2 separate regions of the Mus musculus genome follow, and region 2 is linked to region 1. A link is a contact called in public HiChIP or PLAC-seq data. All regions are on one chromosome and are shown on one strand. Each heading gives the region's core, a stretch centred on a gene start, on an enhancer-like site or on the middle of the called end of the contact. The rest is flanking DNA. Distances are from core to core; before and after follow the strand shown. Region 1 overlaps B930092H01Rik (RIKEN cDNA B930092H01 gene). Region 2 overlaps Gm34828 (a long non-coding RNA gene).

The links. HiChIP or PLAC-seq counts read pairs in DNA pulled down with a chosen protein or histone mark.
Region 2: a contact with region 1 is called in a FOXA1 HiChIP or PLAC-seq map of pancreatic cancer cells. The contact joins two enhancer-like sites. A contact is called at or near these places in 2 of 15 datasets of contacts at CTCF or cohesin (CD8 T cells and large pre-B cells), 9 of 484 Hi-C or Micro-C datasets (B cells, the N1E-115 cell line, bone marrow-derived macrophages and 4 more) and 2 of 115 datasets of contacts at active chromatin or transcription factors (CD8 T cells and pancreatic cancer cells).

Annotation. Positions count from the first base shown.
Region 1 is chr9:61,276,014-61,280,563 of GRCm38.p6, forward strand. The region is part of intron 3 of B930092H01Rik (RIKEN cDNA B930092H01 gene); the gene reads right to left. Among named protein-coding and RNA genes, the nearest start is that of Gm51681, 5.2 kb to the right of the region's middle. Within about 2 kb of position 1,793, at least 130 of the 459 cell types and tissues checked have an H3K27ac peak or open chromatin away from gene starts, as enhancers often do. A contact at or near this core is called in pancreatic cancer cells, where this site is marked.
Region 2 is chr9:61,806,469-61,811,091 of GRCm38.p6, forward strand. All of the region lies in intron 3 of Gm34828 (a long non-coding RNA gene), which reads right to left. Among named protein-coding and RNA genes, the nearest start is that of Gm34828, 14 kb to the right of the region's middle. Within about 2 kb of position 2,278, at least 47 of the 459 cell types and tissues checked have an H3K27ac peak or open chromatin away from gene starts, as enhancers often do. A contact at or near this core is called in pancreatic cancer cells, where this site is marked.

The sequences.
Region 1 (4,550 bases), core at 543-3,042:
TGGATGGTGAGTGGAAGGATGAATGGAAGGATGGGTGGATGGATGGGTGGATAGATGGGTGGGTAGATGAATGGATGTATAGTGGATGAGTGGATGGGTGGATAGATAGATGGGTGAATAGATGGATAGATGAGTGGGCAGGTGGCTGGGATTAATGGGTGTGTGGATGAATGGAAGGATAAGTGGGTGGGTGGATGCGTGCATGCATAGTGGATGGGTGGATTAATGGAATGATAGGTGGAGAGATGGATGCATGGACAGTTATACAAATGTATAAAGAACTGGTTAAACAAGAGAGAAGAAATGAGTAGAGAGGGGATTGTGAATAGATGTAGGTGAGGAGAAACAGCTGAATGCCTTCAGCCCTGCCCTGCAGTGCAGAAACTCTAATCACATGAGGATATGGGTGAGTGAGGCCTGGCTGCTGGATTTCACAGGCCTCTACGAGAGTGGCATAAGGTCACCAGATTTCTATTTTGGCTGCTTAAGAACATTGCCATCACAACCTTTGTCTGTTTAAAAACACAAAACAAAATGTGACAGAATAAAGGCTAGCTCTTCCCAAATACAGGCCATTAATCCTAGTTCCCATGTGTGTAGTATTGGGCTTTTTTTTTCCATTGCTACAATATACCTGGGGTGGGGGAGGGGAGTAATATACACAGAGAAGAAGTATACTTAGGAAGTACAACCAGCATGATGAGGGTTCTGTCCCGGGCTTCCCTGGCTATATCATCATGGCAAAGGGTGTCATGGCGAGAGTGCATGCAAGACAGAGAGCCTGAGTGGCAAATCAGAAAGCTAAGGAGTGGAGTGGGTGGTCCTGTTCTTTTTCTAAGAATGTCCTCTCTAGAGAACTAACTCCATGAGGATGCCATTAGACCCTTTCCAGGACCTAATAACCTAATAAATTACCTCTGGAGGCCCCGCTTCTTGAAGGTTCCATCACCTTCCAACATTACTACTCTGAGGAACAAACTTCCGTAAGCGGAATCATTGGACCACTCAAAACCTTGTGGGTAGAGACATATTTGAAATGTGTGTTGCCTTTATATTAAGAATCCATAGATTTGGCGGGGCAGTGGTGAGGCACACCTTTAATCCCAGCACTTGGGAGGTAGAGGCAGGTGGATTTCTGAGTTCAAGGCCAACGTGGTCTACAGAGTGAGTTCCAGGACAGCCAGAGCTACACAGAGAAACCCTGTCTTGAAGAACAAAAAAAAGAAGAAGAAGAAGAAAAAAAAAACTGTTGAAAAAAAGAATCCATAGACTTGAGGACAGTAGTTTAAAATAGCATGAGAAATACATACATAAAACAAAACCTAGTTCTATTAAGTAAAGAAGAACAATATATCACATAAAATGTCAGTGAGTGAAGCATGGGTGTTTAGGTATAGTGAAGACCAGAGGAAGTGATGCTCACAGGACTGCCTACCGCAGAGCTGTCCATCAGCATACAAGAAGTCGTCCAGGCTGCCCTTAAACTCACTTATATCACAGCCTGAACTCCAACTTGAGATCCTCTAGCACCTAGCCTCTGCTTCCCAAGTGCTAGAATTATAGGCACGAGCCATCATGCCTAGTCTTATTCACTTGAAGAGATCGGTCTGTGTCCAGGACAACATTATTTAACTAATCAGAGCACACACGGGCAGCCTCTTTGCCTCATGGATCAACAACCGCAGGCGCAGGCAGCAGAGCTGGGGTGGGAAGTGCAAAAGAACACTCTCCTAGTCAGCCTCTGATTCACACTGGGGTGAGAAGGGCATCGAGAAAGTGCCACCAGATCCCTCCTACTGGTGAATGATGTCTCTGCAGTCTATCTCCAGAAAAGCTGTAATTCAAGGCCCGGAACAACCTGTGATTTACATGCTGGGTTGGTGTAAAAGATATTGTGCAGAGCCTTCTGAGTGTGCTCTGTGTGTTTGTATAAATCTCGCTACTCAAAATATCTCCCACAGTTGACTGACAGCCCGTGTAATTTAGCAGAAGGCTAAAAATTAAAATCCTCAAGCCTGCTGAGGGAGCGTAAGAATGCAGTAACACTGAGCGCCGCCCCTCGCCCGGGCCCAAGCTCGGCAGATGCCAGGGCTGTTCATTTTGGAGACGAAACAAAATATTTGTATTTAGATTTATTAAAGTCATTATTCCGCCATTTGTTCCAATGTGCTTTATTAAAACCGGATCTCGTGTCTGTTTTGAAAGTATTACCTGATTTACATAAGCCAGTCCCAGCCCTAATTACGGCTTCCTTTGGTGTCTTTTCATTCCGAGGGAGGCTCACGCTCCCCCTCCTGGCTTTTTTTTTTTTTTTTTTTTTTTTTTTTTTTTTGTCGCCTGCCTTCATGGCCCATATGTCTGCCTTGAGATAGCAAGAATCCGAGCCTATAAATAGATGGCTGAGAACAGCTCCGCTGCCAGTTATCTGTCCACACATCAACATTACCATAATTGCAACAGGCAATGTGTAATCTTTCTAATCACACGTTCCAGACGGAAAACTGGATCGAGTTTCATAAATTGTATAATTTGAGGCTTTCCTGAGCTAACCGCTGGGCAGGCGGGCTGCTGTGGGTCATCCAGGACTTGGAAGTGCCACCCCTCTAAACCTGGTCAGGCTGTCCCAAGGTGGCATGGTGACACACACCTGAGGCAGTCACTTGGGCGCTGAGAAAAGTAGTGCCACCCTCTCTGAGTCACAGTCCCACCCCCCTCCCAGCCAGGCAGTTTCACTTTTCTCTTTCATTCCTTTGGGGGAAACACTGTAAGTGTTTTCAGGATACAGATGAAGACACCAAGAGAGGTGAGACTCGTCTTCAGGGGTGCACCAGCCAGTCGCAGAGACTTAAACACAGATCCCAGACTCAGTACCTCCCCCCCCCCCCATGCCCTGAGCTACAGATTATATCTGCAGCCTGGCGCCAGGGAGGTCCCAGTGAATTCCGTATTTTCGTCCTTTCAATGGCTTTCATAAATCTCATTCTTACTTAATTTTGAAGCCCAAACAGACCTGCTTCTCCAACAAGCCACTGCGCTATCTTGAGTCACAGGGCTTGCAAAGTGGAGCTCTGGGATTCCAGGCTGGGCTGAGTCCAAGGCCTGTGTTCGGGCCTTCAGGACCTGCACTGTCAGGGTCTTCTCTCCTGGGGATCCCTCTCCTCTTTGTTTGCTTTGCCAGCCTCTCAGAAGGATGCTAATTGGGTCCTGTCAGCAGGCAGCAGGCAGAGCCCAGGGAAAGGTGATGAGGGAGGAGGGACAGCCTTCTGCCAGGCTCCCAGACCACTGCTCAGCTTTCCCAGGGCCTGGTGGGGACTCCAGGAAATTGCCTCTGAGTGTCCTACTTCCCTAGAGAGCTGCTGCGGGAGAGCTCCCTTTGTTTTGCATTGCGCGAAACCTCCGGCAATGCTATTCATACTGCAGGTCCCTGGAGTGGCTGATGACACCCTGATATATAGACTGGTCCCCAAGGACCCAGCGTGCTCTCTGGCACTGTGCTCTCCAGCCGCGCCTAGTAATTGGCCAGCCTTGCAAAGTTCCAGCTGTCTATTAACTGCTTTAAATTGAACACTAATCAGATGATGGTGCGGTTACCAGCAAGGTCCCTCAGGCTTCCCTCAGAAGGAACCATCTAATCTATATCCCTTAATTTTTCCAGATTGAGGAAACTGACAGTCAGAGAGGAAGGGAATGGACGACCTACTGTGGTCGTAACCAATCCTAGGTCGTTTTCCATGGTCTGTTGATCTGTGTGTGTGTGTGTGTGTGTGTGTGTGTGTGTGTGTGTGTGCACATGCCCGTGTACCACTGTGAGGTTCTTGACTGGCAACAGATTCTAGAGTCACTCTGGAGACACACCTCTGGACATGTCAGTGAAGAAGGAGTGTTTAGACTGAGTTAATTGAAGGAGGAAGACCCCACGCTAGGTTGGGCAGCACCATCCCATGGGTTGCTGTGCCTGCCTGCCTGATGGAAAGCAGGCTGGGCATCAGCATTCACCCCTTCTCCTTCCTGACCATGGATGCCATCTGACTGGCTAGCTCAAGGCTCTCCTGCCATGACCTCCCCATCATGATGGACTCTACCCCAAAACTGTAACTCAAAATAAACCCCTCCACCTTACAGTTGTTTTTATTTGGTCTTTCCTGTTCTCTCTCTCTCTCTCTCTCTCTCCCTCCCCCCCTCCCTCTCCCTCTCCTTCTCTCTCTCTCTCCCTGCAGCAAAGAGAGAGGTACCAATATGCACTCTGGGAGCTTCTTGGTGTGATGTATGATATAAACTCTACCTGCTTTCTAGATAAGAGACTGGAGACCAGGACTTCTCTCCTTAGACCTGTCCCCAACACATCATAAAGTAATCCACCTGGCTGCTTTCTGGGCCTTGTTTTTGTTGTTGGCGGTGAGACGAGAACAATTAAGAAAACATCCCATAAGGTTGACTTGTAGGCAAGCCTGTGGAGCATTTCCTTAATTAGTGATTGATTGAGAGGACCCAGTGCATTGTGGGAGGTGATCCTAGGTGTCTGGGAAAGCAGGCTGAGGCAGCATGGACAA
Region 2 (4,623 bases), core at 1,028-3,527, 530 kb after region 1:
AAGGCCTGTTGCAAAGATGGAGCAAGTTCAGGGGCTCAGGCGCTGGCCTGGTAGTGAACAGCTTCTGAATTGGCATTTAAAGCCTAGCCATCAGGTGCTCATCACTGGCATCCTGTCACCCTTCCCTGAAAGAAGAGCCCACTGGGGCATGAAAAGTGTGGTCCTACAGAGACCATCTGATCGATGTGAAACCTGTGCTGCCTGTGAGGCTCGGAAAGATCAGAGGGAAGGCACAGGGTGTTGAGGACTAAGCTTCAGGCATCAAGACCATGATATATCTATGATCCACACATATGCTATCTGTTCCCATCCTTGTAGCACCCCAAGGGTAGGATATCTAAAGCTCCTGTATGGCCCAAAGTGGCGGGATGTGAATTTGAAATCAAATTGCTTTCAATTGGAGCTTATTCTCTCCTTCCTTCGTAATCATGACACATGGTTCAGAATACCTAGGAAGTAAGAATGAGGCTGGGTCCTAAGGCCTGTGTGCGGAGCCCATGGCTGCCCTCCCTGTCACCATTGAGTCCCTATGGTTACTCTGTGACACCATGAGTCTCATTACCTACCTTCTACCAGAATGGAAAAGACACCTGCAGAGAGCCTGGAGTGAAGGGCCCAGGATAAGACCACAGTGAGAGGCTCTAGGCTGGGCTATGTCCCGAGCCTTCCCAGATATCCCTTCTTATACAATCAACCTCTGGAGGGGACAGGACCCCATTTCCACACATGGCCTCACAAATGGGGTACCCATATAGGAAATACTTCTATCTTTGGGCCGATTCAGCTAAGCAGGCCCCAACCAAGTCTATGAAGAAATCAGCAGCAGCTCTGAAGAATGGCTTGGGGACAAGAAAGAGGCTAACAGCTATGAGAACCAAACAGGCAGATACCTGCTTGGATGTCCTCACATCACCAGGGGTGAGGGGAAGGCTGAGTGGGGTGGAGGAGGGGCCGTCTTCAGTCTGCATAAACATGGCCCTGTACCAACATCCTCTTGCCTTCAATCCTGACACAGGAACATATCTCCATCCTTTGCCATATGTGAGCACAAAGGAGCTTCCCCTCCCTCCTTGCCAAAACGCCATGTTTCAGAGCCAAAGCTTGTGGTCAGGCATTCACATACACGCACACATACCCTCAAAACTGCTCAAGGGTGGCCTCCCTTTGTGCTCCAGGGTCAACAGAGCACTCAGCTTCCAGAGGAGGGATAGTATCTAAAACTTGCATGGTACCTCATTCTCTGAATTCCTGAACTCACCTCTGTCTGGGAGTGGCAGGAGCCTTGAGTGGCAAAGACTCGAGGGTTAGGACATTAGGACATGGCTAAAGTCATTGGGTACTGTCTCCGGTGTTCCAGCTCAAATCTGGTATCTAGGACTGGTGATTGTGGCACCAGAAGCCCAAGCCTTGTGCCTTCCCCAGTCTACAAATAGTCTGTGTACCACACACCCCATCAAGTACAAAGAGGGACTCTACAGTGTTCCATGAAGAACCAAGACACAGCCTGTTCCCCCACCAACCTGCCACATGCCCTCCCACAAACCCAGCCTTGTCCACGTACAGGGGTCAAGCTCACCCAGGCCCATCCTTGGTGGCCCAGAAGAAGAAGCAAAACCAAGGACAGACTTCTATAAATAGGTACATCGTTCTGGGAAGGTCACCACTCAGAGCCACGAGAGCCCAAAATTCTCTAGAGACAAACATGGGACATGAGCTGAGACGCAGCCACCTCGCTTCTTGAGGCCAGGCCGGGCGGTGGCCACAGCTGGCTGGTCAGCTGCTGAATGGCCTTCGGGCTGCAGAAATACTTGCACACTGCGTTTTCTTTTCAAGGGGGCTGCCAGTGTGGACACAGAGGAAAAACGGGGAGCTGGAGGCCCAAGAGACATGGAAGGGAAACCTTCTCCCAACTCTGACCCTGAGTTCCTCAGTCTAACTAAACAACCTGCCAGTTGGATCTCAGCAGGGGGAGGCTTTCCCTCCCTGCTTCTCCGATGGACATCTGGCAACCACTCTAACATTCTGGGTAGAAAACGCAGAGGGGTGAAGGCAGGTTGCTAGATGTGCTCAGATGTACCACAAGGAATCCTGAAGCCGACTGTTGGCACCCGCTAGGTAGGAGTCCCTGTTAGCCCTTCTCTCCTGGGCCCTCCACCTACAACCCCACCTCCTTCCTTCCTTTCCAAGGGCCCCTGACAAGGCAGCCACAGCACACAAGCACTCCTAGCTACGCAAATAGCAACTCCTTCTTTTCTGGTGTTTGCTTAGCCAATATTGACTCTGCGGCCTAACACTGGTGCTATTGAGCTGGGTTCTTCTCGATATTGTTTGAGCAGCATTAGCAGAGCCTGTGATAACCAACAGCAGGGCAGGAAGCCACCCTGCCTCCCCCACCCTTGCTCCCCAACAACCCCCCCCCCACACACACACACAACCCCTCCCTGTGAGAGGCTCCTGTAAAGACAGAGGAACCTAAGGCTGGCTCCTCCACTGAGCAAACACAAGAGGGGAGAGAGGGAGCATGCTCTCTGGCTCAGTCAACACTCCAGAGGAGTCACAGCGACTGGAAAGGTTACTAGGGGAGGTTGCCCTTTAGGGGTGGGGTCAGTAAAAAGGGAAGGTAAAGAAGTCTGGGGCTATTAGCCAAACCCTGTAGTTGGCATCTATGGGAAAGGCCTGTGGGGACTGGTACTCACGGGCCCCGGGTGACTAAGCAGAGAATCGATGAATCCCCTCATCAGCCGAGCATGACAGATGAAGGCCTACTGGACGTCAATCACCGTAGCTTAGTGGGAGGGGCCTGCAGACAAGCCCTTGCACCTACCATGTTTTAATGACATAGATTTAGAAAAAAAATTCCTCGCTGTGGGCTTTTGTGGGCTTGCTTTGATGCTGCTATGAGTTCATATTTAAGAGTAACTCTCTCCTCTGGAAAGAATGGTTTTGGCAGCCCTAATGATATGCCACCATTAGATGTTCTCAATGGTCATCCCAGGAGACGGGCCATGGTGACCTCCATTCATATTTGGGTATAGGGATAGGTGTCAGGATCATTCTGGGGGCCTACCCAAAGCAGGGGTGGTCGGGGAAAAGCCACAGTGGTCGTCAGCCTTTGGGGGTGCCCTGGGTGATATAGAGGAAGGATGCATATCAGCCGGAAATGTGGCTCAGCCGGCAGATTACTTGCTCAACACCACATAAACTAATATGACGGAGACCGTCTGTAATCCTGGCACTCCAGAGATGCAGGCAGGAAAATCAGGAGCTCAGAGTCATCTTTGACTACATGGTGAGTTCAAGGCCAATGTGGGACACATGAGACCCTGTCTCAGAAAAAAGATGGGGGTGGGGGGGACACATTCAGTGTCACATACATAGCTTCCAATCTCAATGGAGAGCAGAGAAGCTCATGAAGCCAGTATGGGATGAAGGCTCAAGGCGGCGTTAATAAGTGCTTAAAGATGACTACCTCACAAGGTTGTGCCCAACTTCCCACACCACAACCAGCCATTCCTGAGACTAGACAGCCACAGGATATCCAGGGGCAAGGCACCCACATAGGGTGGCTTTTCATTGCCCACAAGTAAAGCAAATTCAGACTTAGCACTTTTGGAACAGGATCCATGGCCTAACTCTAGGTCAGTATTAAAGCGGTTGCCAGCATCATCAAGGGGACATTCTAGAAATTAGCTTCAGCCTGCCCCAATGGTCTGGGAGCACCAAAATGGTCATTTGCAAAAATTGGCCATTAGCATATTTTACTAACTGTTCTCTCTGAAGACTTGGTAAATGAGGGAGAAATGCCTCACAAATCAGCTGTTATGTAGGCCCCTGTGACAACCTGGACTACAAATCAGCTGTCACGTAGGCCCCTGTGACAACTTGGACTCCAAGCTTGGGAAGTTCTTTTTTGTTAAAAATACAGAGAGGGCATCTTCTGCGAGCCTGTGACTATTTCATCCAATGGCAAAGCCATCTGGGTTCCTTATCTTCTGACACTGTAGCAAACATGCCCACCTCGTCAGTGCTCTCTTCTCTGAGGAACACCCTCTCGTCTACATCGTCCCTTTGGCCACAACCCATTCTTGGCTATAACTGATGAAACAGAGATGCTGTTCTGACTCAGCCTTGAGAATTCTGCCAAAGCCAATGTGGTAAGGGATTACTCCTGGGGTTATACGTGAAGAGGTTGTGGAACCTTCAGGAAATGCTGAAGGGACTCTGGCCAGCTCAGTCTGGCAAACATGACTCTGGCAGGCCTTGCCCTTCTCCCTTATTCTCTCTGCCTTGCTAAAAAAAAAAAAATCACAGTAGATTACAATCCTAAAGCTAGCCACCATGGTCTATTCCCTTACTTGGCTTCTTCCTCCTTCTATGGCTGTTTACCAAGGTCCAGCTCTCAAAGTATTGAGATGCAGCAATCAAAAGCCCCTTTGGCTCACCTACTTAGCATGCCCAATCAAAATTAAATGCCTCATCCTAACACAGGGTTTCCCCTTTTACCTTTATAAACCACCACATGCCTGTGTGTCACATCTGTCTCCTCTCTACCCAGAGGCAATCTGGGACAAATAGCCCTGTCCTCTTTCCCCTGTTCCCTTCCTCTTCTCCCTCATCCCCTGG